7 separate regions of the Mus musculus genome follow, and all the other regions are linked to region 1. The links are chromatin contacts, called in public promoter capture Hi-C maps. All regions are on one chromosome and are shown on one strand. Each heading gives the region's core, a stretch centred on a gene start, on an enhancer-like site or on the middle of the called end of the contact. The rest is flanking DNA. Distances are from core to core; before and after follow the strand shown. Region 1 holds the start of Chmp4b (charged multivesicular body protein 4B). Region 2 holds the start of Rbm12 (RNA binding motif protein 12). Region 3 holds the start of Pofut1 (protein O-fucosyltransferase 1). Region 4 holds the start of Ergic3 (ERGIC and golgi 3). Region 5 holds the start of Asxl1 (additional sex combs like 1). Region 6 holds the start of Cep250 (centrosomal protein 250). Region 7 holds the start of Eif6 (eukaryotic translation initiation factor 6).

Region 1 (2,666 bases), core at 112-2,611:
GGTTAAATACTTGTTTGCATGATTCCTAAGCCAGCCCCCCCCCCCCACCTCTCTCTATCTCTCAACTTCGGCCCACTCTCAAGGGGTGACCTGTCACGCTATGATTCATGCTCACATTGTTGTAACAAAAACACACATGAGCATTTTGACTTTCTTTACAGTCATTCACACATTTTCACATCCATCTCACTGAAGAAAACTACAAGGTACTTCCTAGACAGTTTCGATTCCTAGACAGGAAGCAAAGAAGCTTTCAAGTTCCAATCAACAACAGGACTGGGTCAACAGAGGCAGAGTCCTCGTCATTTCTGGTTCAGGAGGAACGGGGAAGTGGTGAGTCACAAGAGGGTAAGGCTTACAACACGGAAGCTCTGAGAATCACAGGGTTATCGACATCTTAGGTCTTCCAGTGGCCAGCTCCTAGCCGGTGGATGTGGAACTCAAAACTTAACAAGTACACTCAACAAGTGAACAGACAGAGCGGGTCCCAGAGGGTCTCTTCACTCCCCAGTTCTCTTTTTTCTCCATAAAGGAAGCTTCTCAAGAAGACTCCTAAGTCAGGGGCAGAAGGCAGCTCAGACGTCACCAAGGGCTCAGGAGAGGACAGAGGTGGACCAAGAAACACATAAATGATAGGGTGGGGCAAAGAAATGAACCAAGGTGGGGGTAGAGGCAGTGGCTGGGAAGATGGGTGAGGCCAAAGAGAAAAGAATACAATGGAACAGAGTGGAACAGACTGAGCAAAGTTAAAGTGCTGTGAGATCTGGGTCAGAAGAGGCCTGCCAGGGTAGGGAGAGTTTGAAGGGAGTCTGATGATGCAAGTGAACCGGCTCAAGGAGACCCAGAAGGAGTCAGATGGAAAGGGATCCCCGGCTCGGCTGGACAACGAAAGAAGTCTGGCCGGAGAGTTCCAGAGTCGAGAGAGACCCCGAAACGAGTTAGACAAAGTGGAGTCCGGGCCTGGGGAGCCTTAGGAGAGCCAGTGGAGAGTCTGATGGGGCCCCAGCCGTCTCACCGCGTTTATTTTTGGTGCCGTGCTTCTTGGCAGCCGTCAGCTCCTGTTCGATTTTCTTCTCCAGGAACTCCTGCTTCTTGCTTAACATCTCCTCCGTGTCCCGAAGCCGCTGGATGGCCTCCTGGGGGGTCGGGCCGCCCTTGCCCGCCTTACCCCCTCCAGCCCCGAACAGCTTCCCGAACACCGACATGGTTGCTGCTCGCCGCGCCGGCCTCCGGCGCCCACTCCGGCTCGGCTCGGCTCGGCTCGGCTCGGCTCCCGCGCCCACTCCCGGCCTGCCGCTCCCCGCAGCCGCAGGCCTCGCCTCCACCTCCGCCCCGCAGCTGGGCCCGGCCGCGCCACCTCCCACAGGCCCCCACGCCCGGGCCCGGCCGGCGTCAGGGCAACGCGCCGCTGACTACAGCTCCCAGAGCACCACGCGCCCGCAGCCCCTCGAGTCTAAGGGAGGACCGCGCGCTGCAAGCCGGGAGTCTGAGTTTTCCGGCTCCTGGCGTACTATGGCGCATCTTTTTAGTCTCGCAGAGGTCAAAGGGCAATGTGGCATGCTGGAAAATGTAGTCTCTTTGGAATGTGTTCCGTAGAGATGAAAGACCAGGAAGAGAAGAAATAACTATTACAAAAAGAGGGGTTCGTTGTGCTGGTCCGTGATAGAACCCTGGACCTAATTCACAGCACGGGAAGTAATAGTGATAACAACATCACTCATTTTCTATGATCTCTGGAACATAGTACTTTACAATCATAATCACATTTGATTCTTAAAGCAGTTTACAACAGATAATGCTGTTCCTATTTTGTGTGTCTGTTTTGGAACCAGACTTTCATGTAGCCTAAGCTGGCCTTGAAGTTCCTAAGGATCAGAGGCTGGCCTGTCTCTGCCTCTGAAGTGTTGGATCTGTGCTGTTCCTAATTTATATGTCAGTGAATCAAGCCCAGGAAACTGGCTGTCTAACTAGCTTACTTTACCAGACCGGTCAGTTCTCTCTACTTGGATGAGCTGTCATTCTCTTTATTCACCTAAGAGACCTTCTGAAACCTAAAATAGACTAACCACCTTGGCAGTGTAATTCAACAGCAAAGCTTCAAAATCAGCCTCGAATATTCATTTAGATACTTACTTCCTCTTGCTTTCCAAAGCTGTAAATTTGAAATTGTCACAAGTCCTCTTAAAAGAGTTTGTAAGTGAGATAGGAATATAAAGGGCCCAGCTGACTACAGGCACTCAAATAAAGATGTGTGTTTTAAACAGGACTTGGCAATTCATGCCTATAATCTCACATCTTTTGAAAGGCTGAGATAAGAGGGCTGCCATGTGGTGGCACATGCCTTTAATCCCAGAGGCAAAGGCAGAGGCAGGTAGATTTCTGAGTTATAGGCCAGCCTAGTCTACAGACTGAGTTCCAGGACAGCCAGGGCTATACAGAGAAACCCTGACTTGAAAAAACCTCCTGAATGTAATTGTATTTCTGGCACTGAAAAAAAAAAAAGAAAGAAAGAAAGAAAGAAAGAAAGAAAGAAAGAAAAAGAAAAAACCTCCTGTCTGTTTGAGTTCTGACCTGCTTTCATGATGATCAATGATATGGAAGTATAAGCTCAGTAAACCATTTCCTCCCCGAGTTGCTTTGGTCACAATAATAGTAAGACACTCTAG
Region 2 (2,666 bases), core at 85-2,584, 1.5 Mb before region 1:
AAATCAAGGGGCAGAGTCTGGTAGAGCCTAGGTCTCCCTGTATAATCAAATACTGGGGATTATAGGAAATATTGAAAGATATTTTACTCTTTTTATATTTATTTTTATTAATGTCTCTGTGTGAGAGTTTGTACATATTAGTGTCGCTGCCTACAGAGGCCAGAGGAGGGAGTCAGATTTGAGGCTGGAGTTACAGGAGGTTGTGAGCCACTCCATGTAGCTCATAGAATTTAAGATGCCAGGAAGAGCAGTATGAGCTTTTAACCTTTGAGACATCTCTCCAGCCCCATGGCAGAAGAATATTTTCTCTTCCTTCCTTCCTTCCTTCCTTCCTTCCTTCCTTCCTTCCTTCCTTTCTTCCTTTCTCTCTCTCTCTCTCTCTCTCTCTCTCTCTCTCTCTCTCTCTCTCTCTCTCTCTCTCTCTCTCTCTCTCTCTCTTTCTTTCTTTCTTTCTTTCTTTCTTTCTTTCTTTCTTTCTTTCTTTCTGTGTGTGTTTAAGACAGGGTTTCTCTGTGTAGTGCTGGCTGGTCTCAAACTCAGAAATCTGCCTGCCTCTGCCTCCCAAGTGCGGGGATTAGAGGCTTGTGCCACCACTGCCAAGCAGGATTATTTTCTCTTTCTTTCTTTCTTTCTTTCTTTCTTTCTTTCTTTCTTTCTTTCTTTCTTTCTTTCTTTCTTTCTTTCTTTCTTTCTTTCTTTCTTTCTTTCTTTCTCTTCCTTCCTTCCTTCCTTTTTCTTTCTTTCTTTCTTTCTTTTCTTTCTCTCTCTTTCTTTCTCTTTCTTTCTTTCTTTCTTTCTTTCTTTCTTTCTTTCTTTCTTTCTTTCTTTCTTTCTTTCTTTCTTTCTTTCTTTCTTTCTTTCTTTCTTTCTTTCTTTCTTTCTTTCTTTCTTTCTTTCTTTCTTTCTTTCTTTCTTTTTTGGTTTTTCGAGACAGGGTTTCTCTGTATAGTCCTGGCTGTCCTGGAACTCACTCTGTAGCCCAGGCTGGCCTCGAACTCAGAATTCGCCTGCCTCTGCCTCCCATTTTTTTTTTTTTCAATAGTCAAAAAAAGGTTCAAGCTTTTGCTTCTTGGTGCGTTTAATCCTCAAGACAGTTCTGCAGTGAAGGCATTGTTTTTCTCCCTTCACGGGGGTCTCCAAGAGCCAAAGGAGCCTGTACTTTAAAAGCTCTGCAAGGAACCTTGGACAATAGCTTCAGGTCTGACTTTGCAAACAGCTACTAAAATACCGGGTTCACCACAAATACCTGCAACTTCCGAGCTTTTGCCCCCACCCCAAATCCTCAGCGCGCCTGCGTCTCCCATCAGGTGACGTCGGCAGCGGCGCCCCGCCTACTCCGGGAACGCGGAGCGCCGGAGCGGGCGGGCGGCCATTTTGTGAAGCGGCTGTGGAGGTGTTGGCTGCAGTGGGCTCCGGGAAAGCCGTTCGGGCTGGGGCTGTCGGCCGCAGGGCTGAGGCACTCGCGCGGGGGGTAACTCGGGTCTGGGTTCTGGTGCCGCGCAAGCTCTCCCCGGTAAGACTCCCGCAGCCCCGGAACGGGCGGGGCTGTGCGGGGCTCGAGCCGCCTCCTTGGTGCCTCGGGGCGGGGCCTTCCCAGGCCTCGGAGCCCGCGGCCGCGAGCGCCCAACACAAAGGGTCGCGGCGGGGCTGCGGGGGTCCTGGGGCGCCGCTCACGCTCCGGGGCCTCCGAGGATGCGAAAGGTGGAGTCTGCGTGCCGAAGTGGGAGCAGGGCCTTAGCGGGGATGCCCGGTGGTCCTGAGAGGGGAAGCGGCCAGCATCGGGTGGCCTCGCGGCCTGCGAACTACCGGGTCGGGGGGGGGGGGATTGCGATGAAAACGCCTGCACGCTTAGTGGGGAAGGCTTCGTTGGCTTTAAGCGGGAACGAGGTTTTAACTCTCACCTCTGCCCCGAAGTGAAGAGGTCCTAGTGGCCTATGACCTGCAAAAGTGGACTACACTAGGGACATTCCTATGGGGAGGAAAGGTGTCCTGGGAGGCTGGGAACCGGTCGCTTTTAGGGCCTGGAGGTGCAGGGATTGCAGTGTATAGCTTCCTAGGTCTAGCGCTGAGGAGGGGCTTCCTAAGTGTAGGTGATTGGAGCCGCCCTGTAGGTCGGAGAGGCTTGAAGAATTGTAGCTAGGATGGCTGGTCCTTGATTCCCAACTAGGGGAGGGGCTGCTATCTGCAGCACCTTTGGGAGTTGGAGGAAGGAGGGTGGGTGTCTTAGATAGCTTACTTACTGTCTGAAGGTTGGCGGCGCCACTTTGCAGCCGCGTAAAATAGAAGGAAAGGCATTTTAAAGATCTACAGGTTAGTATTGGGGTATGGACTAACGTAGCAGGTTGGAGTGCCCGTGTTAGTAAGCGAGTTAGTAACCTAAGTGTGTGTTTTATTGGAAGTTCTAAGGAGTCCCCTGTGGTTTATTCAAGTGCTAAAGATCCATTCATTCTGGTAGATAAAGTTGCGAATTACAGGCTGTGTTGCAGAAGTATTCTGGGTCCTAAAGCCTTCTTGGCTCCTAGATTCCGAGATGACTGAGTGTGTGCAGTTGGCAGAAACCATTTTATTGTGTACGTTAAGATTTAAGTTGATGCGAATCTTATTATATGACTTGGTGGGAAAAAACTAGGATGGATGGCAACTCAAGGGAGAGACTATTTCTTTCA
Region 3 (2,666 bases), core at 92-2,591, 1.4 Mb after region 1:
AGGTTGGCCTTAAACTCACAGAAATCCACCTGCCTCTGGCTTCTAGTGCTGAGATTAAAGTTGTATGCAAGCACATTTGGCTATCATCAATATGGCAGCCATTCATCCATTCCAGAAACACTGCAAGGCTGAAATGTGCCAGGTACTGTGCTAGATGTTATAATATAAAATCAGAAGGATAAGGTTTCTGTCCTCAAGGCATTCCATTCTAATTCAGGTTAGGAGACACTAAACATGAAAACAAATTCCTTATGGTATATTTTGATGATTGCAAGGGAAAAAATGAAAAGGTTTGGTGACAGGGAGACTCAGGAAATGACAAGTAGAGAGGTCAATGGAGTCCTCTTTGGTGACACGTATGTTGAGACTTCAAGGATGAGAAAGAGTTAGCAGAAATTATAGGAAGGTACTCCGAGAAGAATAGCTCATAGACCTTTATGTCTGTAAGCAATAGAAAGCCGGTTACTATGGCTGTAGCCAGAGGGCCATGGGAGAAGGGGTGTGGAGAAGAGTGGAGCCAATCTTGCAAGGTCAGGCCATCAGATGATGGCCATGGTCAGGAATGCAAGCTACTCAAGGATTGAGAGAAGGGATGGATTATATAATGATGATCCACGACTGCATTTAAGTTGCATCCCTCCGCTGGTTCTTAGGAGTCCTTGGTTATCTTTTATTACCCCAGTTTGAATCATCTTGTACAAATTCTGCACGCACTTAAAAACTTTTTATTGTCTGTCTTCCTAAAATGAAGAATCCTATGAGATTTATCTGTTTCATTCACCACCAGCACAGACAACAGCGCCTGGGACATTAAAAAAAAGGGGGGGGGGCATATAAATTCTTTGCTGAATGAATGCAAGAATTGCCACGAGACAGTGCGGGCAGGTCTTGTCCTACAAACTCCATCTACTGATCTGAGACTGATTAGACCTCGAGTGAGTCACTTAACTTCTCCCATCTGTCGAATGGCAAGTTGAACACCAATGGGTCCTCTGTACCCAGGCAAGTAGGGCAGGGAAGAACACAGGCCCTGCCCCTCTCTGGTGTTCTCCTCTGGACCTGAGAAGTCTCCGGGCGCCTCAGAGAAGTGGCTCCGCCTCCTCCGCCTCAGTTTCTCCGTTTAAGCAGAGGGTTCCGGAGGCCTTACCCATGCAGGGACAGTAGAGCAGGTAACCGGCCAGGTCCCAGGAGCCCGCTGACCGCCCGCGGAGCGGCAGCAACAGCAGCAGAAGCAGGAAAGACGCCCGCAGCAGCAGGTGTGGCGGTGCCCACGCGGCGGCGCCCATGTCGACGGCAGAGCCCCAGAGTGCCACGGCCCGGAGGCGGGGAGGGGGTGGGAGGGAAGAAGAGGCGCGAGTGGCCGCCCCGCTCCCAGTGCTCCCCGCGCGCCGCCCGCGCGCCGGCTGGGCCTCTCTAGCCCGCGGGCGGGCGGGACCATAGAGAGCCCGCGGCACCGCCCCCTCCACGACCCGAGCGCCCGCTCGCGCGGCTCCCACAATGCACCGCACAATGGCCCGACCGCCGCCACTACCGGGGCCTGAGCGGGCCTGGCGGAGCCCGAGCGCGGCCCGGCCCGCAGCGCGGGGTCCCGAGCGCAGTGAGTGCCGGCGAGGGTCCTGGGGGATGGTGGGGAGCGGGGCGGGAGGCCGTCGCGCTGCGCCCACACGCCCGGCTCTCGGAGCGGCGGCGCCCCTCACTTCGGGCCGCCCAGCGCGGTCGCCCACACCCCTGAGTAGGGGCCCCCTTTGCTCTAGCCGGGCCCCCGATAGGCCCCGTAGTGACGAAAACGTTCCCCGGACCTCAGACCTGTGCCCAGGGGACCGGAACAAGCCTTTCAGGCTCCCTCCATTCCTAGACCTGGAAACTCAGCCTGAGGGTCCCCTAGTCTGGACCCCCCAGACTCCCTGGAGACCCAGATAACACGCAGCTAACCTTCCTCGGGATCGCGGTCTGGGGGGCATAGATAAGCTGCACCTGTTCCCACCCTCGGACACGCCTACCCCGACCCACATAACCTTCCTTTTCCTGCTCCAAATAGTCTGCTCTAAGCTCTTTCGTTTTCCAGACTTTCATAAACCTGCTTTCAGGCTTTTCTGCAGTACCTCGGGCCGAAGAACCCAAAATAAAGCCCTAGCTGAAGTTCCCTTCCCAGTGATCATATTGTGGAAAGTTTAGGCATTTTCCTTCGGGAGGGTCCCATTTCTACACCCGTTTGAAATTCAGAGAACTCGCTCTTTCGACCTTTAGAATCTCCCTACCTCTTCCCCCCATGGGGTCTCTTAGAGACTCAAATAACGTGCTCGTAATTCTTTACCGTGCATGCTTGCTCTTCCCACCCCAGATCCTATTAGACTTTTTAGACTTACTATTGAATTCCCGTCTCTTGTCTCCACTCTTTACATCCACCTTCCAATTGTGGGGAGAATTTAACATTTCACACTACAAAATAGGGTAGTCTCTCCGCTGGCCTAAGGGCCAGACTTCCTACAACTTCAGCCCCATGCTTCAGTCCAGCTTGGAACAGATCGGGGTCGCGGGGGGGGGGGGGGGAGGGGGCGGTGGCGCGGTGGCGGGCCGCGTTCCTGGCCGTGTTGGGAGTTGGGGCTTTCACCTGCAAGCATACCGACTCCTGGCTTGTGTGTTTTTCCACCTGTCAGCCTGGGGCT
Region 4 (2,666 bases), core at 91-2,590, 1.4 Mb before region 1:
TCCGAACCCAGGCAACTCTACTCGAGAATTTAAGCTCTTAATCTTAGGATACTCGCACTGCAACGGGGGACAGTACTCTAGCCAATGAGGTGGACAAGCAAACTTCCTTTACCTAAGGAAGACCCATGTTCAAGCTTGAGAAACGATAACCGAGCAAAGTGTCTTGCTCTTAACCACTGGGCCCTCTCTCCAGCCCCTAAGGTATTCTACTCAATGTTCCAATACCAGAAGCATGGATTCAACTGACTCTTGATTTTTAATAGTTGTAGAACCCTAAGCAAGCCAGCTGACTTCTGTCTACGGTGTCACTGAGCCTGCAACGGCCCATGTGTGGAAGGCAGGCATGTCCAGCTGTAGGATCGGAGACCTGTCCCCCTCCCCTGGTTACCGTGCCGTTCAGCCTCTGAGCTCACGGGGACGCCATCCTTGTCTAGTCGTTTCTTGAACAGGTTGTGTTCCACATCCAGCTGCTGCTCCCCGGCCACGTCCATGGCATCGATGCTCAAGTCTGGAAACAGAGAGGCAAGCTAAGGCGCTACGACACCAGGGACCCGGAGAGCTGAGCTTTGATGGGAAAGATGTATCTTGAGGAAGAAATGGACTCGGGGAATGAGGATGGCCTGGCATTCACTCTGGGATCTAAGGCCAGAGGTGTAAATCTGGAAGCCCACCCTACGTCCAGGAGTCCAACTCCCCACTCACAATCGGGTACTCACAGGCACAAGGCATGTGCGGGAAAAGAACATCGATGTTGATCTTCAGTTTATCCCCCCGAGACTTGTCCACGTAGAGCTCAGGATGCACCTAGAGCATGTCTACCTCAGTCAGATTCGCCCCTATGCCTCTCCTCGCCTCTCCTCCCCTCTCCCACCTTTAAGGGTCCTGCCCTTAGAATGCCAGGCCCCGCCCACGCTCTAGGCCACGCCCCTCACCTCCGTAGTGAGATAATACTGCAACTCCGATAGGAAAAGCAGGAGCATGAGAAGGCCACTGACGATGGTCACTGCAGGGCGAGAGCGAGATTTGGAACGGCCTATATCCCACCCCTCAGCCCCTTAGCAGGCCACGGAGGGTCCGGGAGCCCGGGCCGAACGCGAGGACAGCTCCCTCCTTGCAACCCTGCCCGCGCCGAGACCTACCCGTGGCACCCCCGCAGGTCTTGACCCGGAAGTCCTCCAGAGTCTTAGGGTAGGCATCGAACTGCTTCAGCTTCCCCAGCGCCTCCATGGGGACCGGCCGGAAAGGGGACACCAGCCGGCCCGCCCCTCCAGCCTCCCGCTTCCGGCCTGGACCCGGGGTCACGCCCCTCGCTGTCTTGCGCAGGCGTAGCGGTGCGTAAGTGGGGCTCCACCCCCTCACCTGCCTCCTCAAAGGCAGTCTAGCTTGTGGACATTGTCACGCCTCCTCGCGCGGATTGGGCAGTGCTCCGAGAGGGGCGGGCTGGGAGCACAGAGGGCGGTGCTTGGGTGCGGAGTGACAGCACCTGTGGTAAGTGCCTCTCCTTGGACCTTTGGATCTCTTAGGACAGCGCTTCCAACTTGACCCCGCCAGAGCCACCGCAGCGTTAATTAGAATTGGTTCCAAACCGGGGTGGGCGCACTCTTTAATCCCAGCACTCAGAAGACAGAGTCAAGCGGATGTCTGTGAGTTCGAGTTCAGCCTGGGTTACAAAGAGAGTTCCAAGACAGCCAGGGATGTTACGCAAAGAAACCCTGGCTTGAAAAATTACAAAAGAAAAAAGAAAGAAAGAAATCGGTTCCAAGGAAATCATTGGTTCCCTCATTAGAAAGTCAAAAGTGGCTCCAAGGTGTTTCCAATGCGGTTAAGGCATGAGAATCTCTGCAGGGGGAAGTGGGTATTAACTGGCTTGCAAGGTGAAGGCATTTGCTGCCAATTCTGAGTTCTATACCCAGGACCCACATGGTGGAAAAAAACTGATTCTTGCAAAATGTCCTCTGACCTCCATATGAATGCCGTGGCGTGCCCTTGACTACACTCACAAAAAAGTAAATATAATCTATAAGTTATTTTTAAAAGAGAGTGGGTGTTAACTTTGCTTTTTTTTTCAAGCTTAAACTGATCAATAGTGGAACCCAGTTCTGGACTTCAGAGTACCCTGGGTTCTTAAACAGCGTCCAAGTGCTAATCCCAGTGTGGGTCAATAAATAAAATAAAGACGTTCGCTGATTCCACCCCTCCAGGACAAGGCTATGGAGTGGAGATTAAACAAACCCTTATTTGCTTTCTGTTGTAACCCATTAGCTCTAGACAGCTTAATACCGCTATAAAGACTAAAACAAAGTGCTCAATAGTTTTGTTTTAAGAAAGTGTCTTTCTGCTGCTCTGGCTGACCAGGAACACCTGGACTCCTGCCTCAGCCTCTTAGCGTCTCATGGGAGGTTTCTGTTTTGAAGATTTATTAACTATTTTTATGTGTGTCTACATGTGTTTATGTGTACCAGATGATAGTACGGGGCATTGGATCCCTGAAATCTGGACTTATGGGCAGTTCTGAGTCACCCAATGTGTGCTGGGAACTGAACCAGGGTCCCCTGAAAGAGCAGCCAGCAACCATGCTGTGCTCAGTCTCCATGCTTGAGCTTAAAGGTCTTGACGTAGAACTCTTGCTTCAGATAATAAATCCCACTTTAGGAATCTATTTTATG
Region 5 (2,666 bases), core at 44-2,543, 1.3 Mb after region 1:
TGCAAACTGCCTACCCCCCATTGTAGTCACAGGGCTCAGTGTGATTTAAATATTCGAGGGTCACCGGCATAACAATCGCTTAAGCAGCTGCCTAAAGTACTGTTTCTCAGAGGAATCTCGAGTTCAGTGTGTTTAAAATGAGCCCTAGTGCCAATGTTTGAAACAAAGTCCCCAGGTATGCTCCCACCGGGCACTCTAGTAGTTTGAGAACCACTACTCAGGGTTCACATCGGTCCTTAGCGACTGCTTTCCGACACACACCTGGTTTAAATTGCCAACGCTCTAAATGCTTCTCGCGTCCTTGAAACCAGGGGCACTTTTCCCACCCCTACGGTGTCTTAGTGACCCACACACCTCTGCCCACGAAGAAGTCCGGGGAAGCACTTCCGACCTTTCCCGGAAACCTAACTCCCCGCAGAAGAATAAACGGGCGCTTTCCCCGGGACCCCCCGCTGCTGCTGCCAACGTGGGGGGAGGGGAGACTGGCGCCCGGGCGCTCGGAGGGGGGAGGAGCCGCTTGCCAGCTCGCCCCTCCGCAGGAATTCAAGGGGTGGGGGGATGCAGAGAAAAGGCGTCCCAGCCTCCTCGGGCCCGGGACCTCGGGAGCTCCACACCCGGGCGGCCCCGCCCCCTGCTGCGGTGGGCAGGGCCTCGCCCCTCCCCCGCCCGGGGAGCCGCGCGGAGCCCACCCCCTACGCCCCCCGCCGCGGCCCCCCGGGCAGCTCGGCTCACCAGGCGCGCGGCCTCGGCCCACGTGCGCTCCTTCTTCCTCTTCTGTTTGTCCTTCATCCTCCTCCTCCGCGGCGGCGGTGGCGGCTCCACGCGGGTCCTTCGGGCGGGGCGGACTGGGGCGGTGGCGGCGCGGGGCTGGGGCGGAGGCGGCGGCAGCGGCGGGGGGCGCGTGGCGGCGGCGGCGCGTGCGAGGGCTCGGGTGCGGCCGGAGAGGGCGGGCGCACCGGGACTGGCTAGAGCGAGACCCCGGCGCGAGGGTGGCGCTGGGGGGAGGGGCGGCGGCGGCTCCACGCGCCCGCGCTGCGTCAGTCGCCCACGGTGGCAGCGGCAGCGGCAGCCCCGCGATGGCTAAGGAATGCGGCGGCTCCGCATAACCACGGGGTCAGAGGTCACGGCTCCGGCCTCCGCGTTCCCGCGCTGCTGGGAAACCCAAGAGCGAACTAGTGGCGGGCGGGCCCGGATGGCGAGACGCGGCTTTCCTTTCGACGCTCGGATGCGTGCGTGTCTGCCGTGGGTATGTGTGTGTATGTGTGTGCCCGCGTGTGTGTGAGAGAGAAGAGTGAGGAGGGGGAGTGTGGGTTTTTTTTTTTTTTTTTTGAACAAAAACAAACCGAAAGGGTGGCTGGGATTTGTAGTCCTCACTGGCTTCCTGGCCTACCCCTCTCCGGAAGAAAATGGCTGCCTCAAGTGCTTGGACCACATTTCCCGGAGTGCCCCGGGCTCCTGTTTTCCGCCCACTTTCTTCCGTACCCCGCTGCGCTCCAAGCACGGTAAAGAAGGGGGCGGGAAGTCGGTCAGAAAAAGATGGGGCGGGGTCTCGCGAGGTTCGGGAACTAGCGGAGGCCTGAGGGTTTCTGGGAGGTGGTGCTGGGAAGGGGCGGTGGCTGGACTCCCCCCTGGCCGCGCGCGCGGTTAACCCGTTCAAAGCTTTTTTTTGATTCTGGTGGCGGGTCCAGTGCGGTTTCGGATCTGGAGTTGGTAGTCTGCTACCCTGCTTCCACTGCACCATCCCCCACCGCATACACAGTTCTCTTCTGGACTTCTGGTGGGTGACAAAAAGCAGGACTTTTCTTTTTGGCCCACCCTTAAATGAGTCAACTGGCGCATAGTAATAAGCAAAGAGACACTCATATCAGTAAAACGGTTATTGCACGATTGACCGACTTAGGTGATTAACCCATTTCCTCTTGTAATACCTCTGTGTGTTTGCAGAGAATGCACCTGCAGTTTCCAGCAGCGTTGCCGCCAGGTGAATTTGATGATCCGATAGTAGGTAAACACTGAAGGTCCATCCACAGAAATCTAAATGCACCTGAGTGTATATTTAGACGCAGTTGCCCGGAGAGAGGTCAAGTCCTAATGTCAGCCAACCTAGATTTAGAATCCTAGTTGTGACTCCTTGACTACTCCTAACCCCGCTGAGCCTGTTTGATCAATGTTAGCATAGTATCCCACAACCTTGATGGGGTACAAATTAGCATGAAGTATCTAGAAGATGGGAGAGAATGTGGAAGATCCTGATATTAGGCTCATGTAATTTGGCTTCTGCTGTAGAATAAATGAGAGCTGTTATTACTACACAGTGGGCAATGGAGCCTCTGTTCCTTGATTGCAGTGACAGGATGATAAGGTTTGAAGCACCCAGAACATTATTTTTCTGTGTTTGTTGGCCCAAAGTACAGAAACATCTCTACAGTCTTGAACTGGATTGATGGCCAGGTTTTACAGTTTTTGAAAGGTTTATGTGGGTAAAAAAACACCCTGTACTCTTGTGGTGTTAGTACACAGGCAGCCAGTGCTGAGACGAAGAAATCACCCAGCAGTCCAACCCTTGTACCTAAAGGACTCAGCGGTCCTTATTAGTGCTCACCCAAGACTCAAATTCAATAAACAGAAACACTCTTCTCATTTCATCCCAAAAGCGAGGGGAGAAC
Region 6 (2,666 bases), core at 60-2,559, 1.3 Mb before region 1:
TAGCAAAGCGGAAATCAAAGTCTAATTCAATTCCAAATTCTATTCTCATTTCATTAGCTGCCAAAATCAAAAAATATAAAACTCACAGCACTGCAGAGCATTTCCTAAGGGGAATGAATTAATGACATCCACACCTGAAGCTTTCTGAGGTAATTTGAGCAAAATGTGACAATATGTTCCTGCAGCACAGGGTGTAGATGTACCAGTAAGACAGTGCAGAGCTGGCCTTGATTTTTGTTAAGAAAACTATCGATTTGGTAATATTATCAATCCTACTTCATAAGCTTTCTCAGGGCCCAGCCTAGACTCACAGGCCTGAAATCTCAACACTGACTGGCTGCATAAGACGCTGGGTTAAAAAAAAAAGCAGCCCTTTTATTGAAACGTGAGTTGCAACCCTGACCTCCATATCTTACAGGCTAACGTATAAACAGCAAACTAAAGGCAATCTAGTTAAGTCATAATATTCGTAGGGGGTTCTAGCTCATTGTGAAACTTGATTTATAAGTGCTTGTTTCTTCGTGCATAAAACGTGAATATACAGAACGCACACCATAGATCGCTGCATGGATTAAAGGGGCCTTTGTAGGTAATGCATTTAATAGAGCTGTCATCTTTCGACTATTCAGTAACTTTTTTTTAGTTACTAGTAGTCATCATAGGGCATAAGAGTTGAAAAAAAAGGACATGATTTCTAACAAGCCCAGAACAAGAAAGAGTGGCAGAACACTGACTTGGGCAAAGTTCGCAAAAGGCAAGAATCTGATCAGTTGAGCCTGGAGCAGGCCTCAAGAAAGATTTTTAAAGAAGTGATCTTTGAGTTCTGAAAAATCAAAGTTCTGATAATGGGGCAGTGGGCTGAGAGCGGACTTTCAGGGGAAGATCACATGCAAAGCCGTATGAGCACAGGGCGCTGCAAAACTCCCGGGTGCACGGAGCGTGATCCGCAGGGCGCGCAGCATCTCATCCCGTCAGCTCCGGGCTACGACAGTGGGCCACCCGAGTGTGAGGTTCTCTGGGCGGCGGCTGCAGCAGGAAACTGAGGCAGGCAGGCCCCGACCACTGGGACAGGTCCCAGCCCCTCTCTGGGCCCGGGGTGCCTCCCGGGATACAGGAAGCCGCTGTCCAGGCGACATCCCCGCGGGCGCCCAGGCCCTGGACCTCGGACCGTTACGCTCAGCGCCTCCCGCCTGCCCCTGCCCACCTCACCAGAGTCGGTTCCCGGGGATCCCGAAGCGCTCCGCAGCTACCGAGGCCGCTGCAGCAACCTGCAGGCCCGGCCTGGGGCCGCCCTCAGTCTGGAGGCCAGGCCCCGCCCGTCAAACTCCCGCCCTTTCGTGGGGAACCGCCCAGCCCAGTCCAGCCGAGCGCCGGGAATGAGTGCGCCGCTGCAAACCTCTCGCCATATTAAGTACTGGCAGCCAACTTACTAGAGAAGCCCAAAAGGAAAGGGGGGGATATAGTGAGACCAAGGTCGCTCTCCAAAAGTAAAGACAGTCACCGTCTCTGAATTCTAGCACTGAACGTTCTGAGGTGGAGAAGAAACACTCGCCCGTAAGCTCCCGCCTGTGGCTTCAGAGTTAAGTACTGCGCATGCGTGTAGCCAAGGTCTCGGTGCACCTGCGCACTGTCTCACCAACAAAGCCAAGTACAGTAACTGGGTGAAAGCACCTAGCTCCAGTTAAATCTGGGCAAACGAATGTCTCAGCTTTAGATCTTTACTGATCCTCCACGCAGCCCCAGGAAACAGAACATTCGCAAACAACTGTGTCGTTGGCTACTTTGTCCGGTTATGACTACCGCTACTTGACTGCGTTCCGCTAGGAACGGGGAGTTATTTTGATAATATATTGTACAATCATTATTGACGCATTTTCTTAGCATTGATTTTTTTCATTTATTTATTTATTTATTTTGGTTTTTCGAGTCAGGGTTTCTCTGTGTAGCCCTGGCTGTCCTGGAACTCACTCTGTAGACCAGGCTGGCCTCAAACTCAGAGATCCGCCCGCCTCTGCCTCCCAAGTGCTGGGATTAAAGGCGTGCGCCACCACTGCCCGGCTTTTCTTTCTCTTTCTCTCTTTCTCTCTTTCTCTCTTTCTCTCTTTCTCTCTTTCTCTCTTTCTTTCTTTCTTTCTTTCTTTCTTTCTTTCTTTCTTTCTTTCTTTCTTTCTTCCTTCCTTCCTTCCTTCCTTCCTTCCTCCCTCCCTCCCTCCCTCCCTCCCTCCCTCCCTCCCTCCCTTCCTTCTTCCCCTTCTTTCTTTCTTTCTTCCTCCCTCCCTCCCTCCTTTCTTTCTTCCTCCCTCCCTCCCTCCCTTCTTTCTTTCTTTCTTTCTTTCTTTCTTTCTTTCTTTCTTTCTTTCTTTCTTTCTTTCTTTCTTTCTTTCTTTTGTGTGTGTGTGAATTTTTTATTCATTTATATTAGTACACTGTAGCTGTCTTCAGACACACCAGAAGAGGGCGTCCGATCCCATTACAGATGGTTGTGAGCACCATGAGGTTGCTGAGAATTGAACTCAGGACCTCTGGAAAAGCAGTCACTGCTATATAACCCCTGAGCCATCTCTCCAGGCCAGCATTAAATTTTTATTTGATTCCCAGTTGGTTATAATTTTAGTAGAGACAAAACAAACAAATAAGCAAAAACAAAGAAATGAATCATCTCAGTA
Region 7 (2,666 bases), core at 66-2,565, 1.2 Mb before region 1:
GACTAGGTACACCCATAGATGCATAGAGCGAGTATACAGAGCTCTCTGATTAACTCAAAAATAAAACTTCTGTTGCAGGTACATAATCAATATGGTCTGCCTAAATGAATGGCCACAGAAAATTCAAGCTTCTAGTACACACTGCAGAGCCCCCCTGAGACTCAGAAACTATAAATACACATATGACTCTTCATCCTAACTCTGCACCAAGCTGTGCTCACAACCTCACCCTGAACATTCCCTAGAGCCGAAAGGCTACTTAGATGCAGATTCTGAGGGCTGAAGCTTAAAAGCACAAACCTCAGAGAACAAGACAGATGTATTAGATGAAAACTGTATTAGGGACAGAGGGTCATGGAGATAGTAGAGCGATCGACAAAGCTTATCAGAGAGAGGCTGACTTGGAGGCTGGTCTTGAAGGACAGGGGGAGAGCCAGGTGGAGGAGAGTTAAGAGTTCTTGGTAGAGTAAGCCAGAGAGTGGTGTGGGGCTCAATGAGCGGATCTGGGGTGAGCTGGGGGAGATAAGCAGAGCACGTAGTTGAACACTTAGACACAAACACACAGACCACCTTGCTGAATGTCTCTGGAAGCTCGGGCTGCAGCTGGTCATGGGTCTTTCTCCTGAACTTAGCACCTGCAGGAGACTGTGCATGGTACTAATCAATAAAGGCAATTGTGGCTAGACCCCGTAGCAATCTGATGTGTTCTCGGTTATGGGACTGTATGATGGGGCTGGGGAAAGGGCGCCGCGCCATTTATGCCCCTTTCAGATCAGATCTTCTTGGAGAAGAATGAATGGCATAAGACAGTCTGCGGTAAGTGATTCTCTGCTCCTTTTACCTTCCACTGTGGCATTCTGAGACACCCTGGGGACTTTTGTATATTCTACACTAGTTGAGACAAGTTTATTCTATGAAAATGGGCCATACCACTATCCCCAGGGCTGCTGATGGGGTGATAAACTGCGTGATAAACACATCAAGGAAGCAAGTCAGCTCTCAGATCTTTGCTTACCCTAGAACCCTTTCTCCTCCAATCTCTCCGTAACACATTTCCCCGTCTCCATTGTCTTCTTCAGCCTATGGTTCTTATGCCTCCTCCAACCACTTTATCCTGGTCTCTTGGTTGATCTCTATGCCAAATTTCAATCTTCAACCCTTGACCCTTGCCACTGGTCCAGATTCCCACTTCCGTCCGCGTGGCCGGGGTGTGATTATCCTCTTTCTCAAATCCGCCCTTTTCCCGTCCTTACTCGGTAAATAAAGCCCTCCAATCAATCCAGCTCCAACCAGACAACACCGGTTCCTCATTTCCTCATCTTTTCATTTGCCCAGCCTCAGGTTTGATTGATTATTCCTTCTAAAAAGACCCACTAGGAGGTGAAGCCAAAAACCTAAAGCAAGAAAACGTGCAGGAGGCGGGGTCGGGCGGAGTCACCTAGTAACCATCGAGTCCTCCCAAAGGGTGGGGCTAGAGTGACCAGCAGCTCCGCCCGGCTCCTGCGCGCTCCCGGAAGCGGGCCTGGGAGGAGGCGGAAACGGAAAGCTAGTTACGGGAGAAGTTGTTGCAGCGTGTAGACATTGGAGTCGCTTGGTGAGCTGTTGGGACTCTGGGCGGCAAAAGTCAGTTCCGGGTCGCAGGGCGAGAGGACTTGGGGCAGGAGAGCCAGGAGGGATCCGTCCGCACGCCCGGGCATCTGAGGGGCCCGAGAGGGCGGGGTTTGAGGAGGCGAGGCTGGTTGACCCGGCTCCGGAGTGGATCTGTCGGCCCAGAACCCGCAGTCGTGCTGCCCCCCAGCCTCTCTCATGGCGGTCAGAGCGTCGTTCGAGAACAACTGTGAGGTCGGTTGTTTTGCCAAACTCACAAACGCCTACTGCCTGGTGGCCATCGGAGGCTCAGAGAACTTCTATAGGTGAGGCGAGAGCTTCTGGTCCCGAGCCGCCGGGGCGGGAAGGGAAGGGAGGCGGAGAGCGAGAGGTCTGAAAAGAGCGACCCACCCCAGTAAGCAGCGAATCCGTGTTTCTACAGTGTGTTCGAGGGTGAGCTCTCCGATGCCATTCCCGTGGTGCACGCATCCATCGCCGGCTGCCGAATCATCGGGCGCATGTGTGTGGGTAAGGCGGGTGGAAGACGCCGAGGGACACAGCGAAGCACTCTGAGTCATTAGTTTCCTGGAGCTTACCCCCAGTGATCGGGGGATTCCCAGGCTTTCGGGCCCAGTGGACTTTGGAATCTGACGGGTGTGTGGGACTCGAACTGCAGATCAAGAACACTGTCTCTCAGACTTGAGAGTAGCCGGAGCGAAATACCATTAAGTGCTGGCTATCATTCTTGGTCTCGTTTTTCCTTCACAGGGATACTGGAAAGCATGGGTTGTCGCTCGGAACTATGTGACTTACAGAGTCCCACACCTAAGGGCGGAGGAGAGGATTTGCATCTCTCTCCTGCCTCTGAATATGAACAAGTTGCTTCTTGTTTTTGAGCATCAGTTTCTCCCTCAGGAAATAACTAAGGTCCCAGGTCACCCTGTTCAGCTGCATTTAATTCTTACAATTTCTTTTTTTGTTTGTTTTTTTTTTGTTTTTTTCGAGACAGGGTTTCTCTGTATGGCCCTGGCTGTCCTGGAACTCACTTTGTAGACCAGGCTGGCCTTGAACTCAGAAAT

What was found. Promoter capture Hi-C pulls out the DNA fragments that hold promoters and counts their contacts.
Region 2: a contact with region 1 is called in a promoter capture Hi-C map of liver, with 4 times the contacts expected there. The contact joins the promoter of Rbm12 here to the promoter of Chmp4b in region 1. A contact is called at or near these places in 2 of 39 promoter capture datasets (liver and pre-B cells).
Region 3: a contact with region 1 is called in a promoter capture Hi-C map of hippocampal neurons, with 6 times the contacts expected there. The contact joins the promoter of Pofut1 here to the promoter of Chmp4b in region 1. A contact is called at or near these places in 4 of 39 promoter capture datasets (hippocampal neurons, liver and pre-B cells).
Region 4: a promoter capture Hi-C map of liver shows a contact between it and region 1, with 3 times the contacts expected there. The contact joins the promoter of Ergic3 here to the promoter of Chmp4b in region 1. A contact is called at or near these places in 3 of 39 promoter capture datasets (the C10 cell line, liver and pre-B cells).
Region 5: a contact with region 1 is called in a promoter capture Hi-C map of liver, with 5 times the contacts expected there. The contact joins the promoter of Asxl1 here to the promoter of Chmp4b in region 1. A contact is called at or near these places in 3 of 39 promoter capture datasets (the C10 cell line, liver and pre-B cells).
Region 6: a contact with region 1 is called in a promoter capture Hi-C map of liver, with 5 times the contacts expected there. The contact joins the promoter of Cep250 here to the promoter of Chmp4b in region 1. A contact is called at or near these places in 2 of 39 promoter capture datasets (liver and pre-B cells) and 1 of 115 datasets of contacts at active chromatin or transcription factors (embryonic stem cells).
Region 7: a contact with region 1 is called in a promoter capture Hi-C map of liver, with 6 times the contacts expected there. The contact joins the promoter of Eif6 here to the promoter of Chmp4b in region 1. A contact is called at or near these places in 12 of 39 promoter capture datasets (the 3T3-L1 cell line, the C10 cell line, the HPC-7 cell line and 7 more), 1 of 484 Hi-C or Micro-C datasets (B cells), 1 of 115 datasets of contacts at active chromatin or transcription factors (memory CD8 T cells) and 1 of 9 other capture datasets (adipose tissue).

Annotation. Positions count from the first base shown.
Region 1 is chr2:154,655,721-154,658,386 of GRCm38.p6, reverse strand. It overlaps Chmp4b (charged multivesicular body protein 4B), which reads right to left and starts at 1,361. Exons shown (of 5, transcript NM_029362.3): 1 at 1,016-1,361. The coding sequence starts at 1,205.
Region 2 is chr2:156,110,633-156,113,298 of GRCm38.p6, reverse strand. It overlaps Rbm12 (RNA binding motif protein 12), which reads left to right and starts at 1,334. Exons shown (of 3, transcript NM_029397.3): 1 at 1,334-1,513. It overlaps Cpne1 (copine I), which reads left to right and starts at 1,334. Exons shown (of 16, transcript NM_170590.3): 1 at 1,334-1,513.
Region 3 is chr2:153,240,207-153,242,872 of GRCm38.p6, reverse strand. It overlaps Pofut1 (protein O-fucosyltransferase 1), which reads right to left and starts at 1,341. Exons shown (of 7, transcript NM_080463.3): 1 at 1,148-1,341. The coding sequence starts at 1,286. Plagl2 (pleiomorphic adenoma gene-like 2) reads left to right here and starts at 1,515. Exons shown (of 3, transcript NM_018807.5): 1 at 1,515-1,597.
Region 4 is chr2:156,006,702-156,009,367 of GRCm38.p6, reverse strand. It overlaps Ergic3 (ERGIC and golgi 3), which reads right to left and starts at 1,340. Exons shown (of 13, transcript NM_025516.5): 1 at 1,140-1,340; 2 at 933-1,003; 3 at 717-804; 4 at 389-508. The coding sequence starts at 1,227. It also overlaps a transcript of 6430550D23Rik not described here.
Region 5 is chr2:153,344,457-153,347,122 of GRCm38.p6, reverse strand. It overlaps Asxl1 (additional sex combs like 1), which reads right to left and starts at 1,293. Exons shown (of 13, transcript NM_001039939.2): 1 at 733-1,293. The coding sequence starts at 789. 2500004C02Rik (RIKEN cDNA 2500004C02 gene) reads left to right here and starts at 1,313. Exons shown (of 2, transcript NR_040318.1): 1 at 1,313-1,502.
Region 6 is chr2:155,955,201-155,957,866 of GRCm38.p6, reverse strand. It overlaps Cep250 (centrosomal protein 250), which reads right to left and starts at 1,309. Exons shown (of 33, transcript NM_001130000.1): 1 at 1,210-1,309.
Region 7 is chr2:155,825,574-155,828,239 of GRCm38.p6, reverse strand. It overlaps Eif6 (eukaryotic translation initiation factor 6), which reads left to right and starts at 1,315. Exons shown (of 6, transcript NM_010579.2): 1 at 1,315-1,913; 2 at 2,030-2,115. The coding sequence starts at 1,807.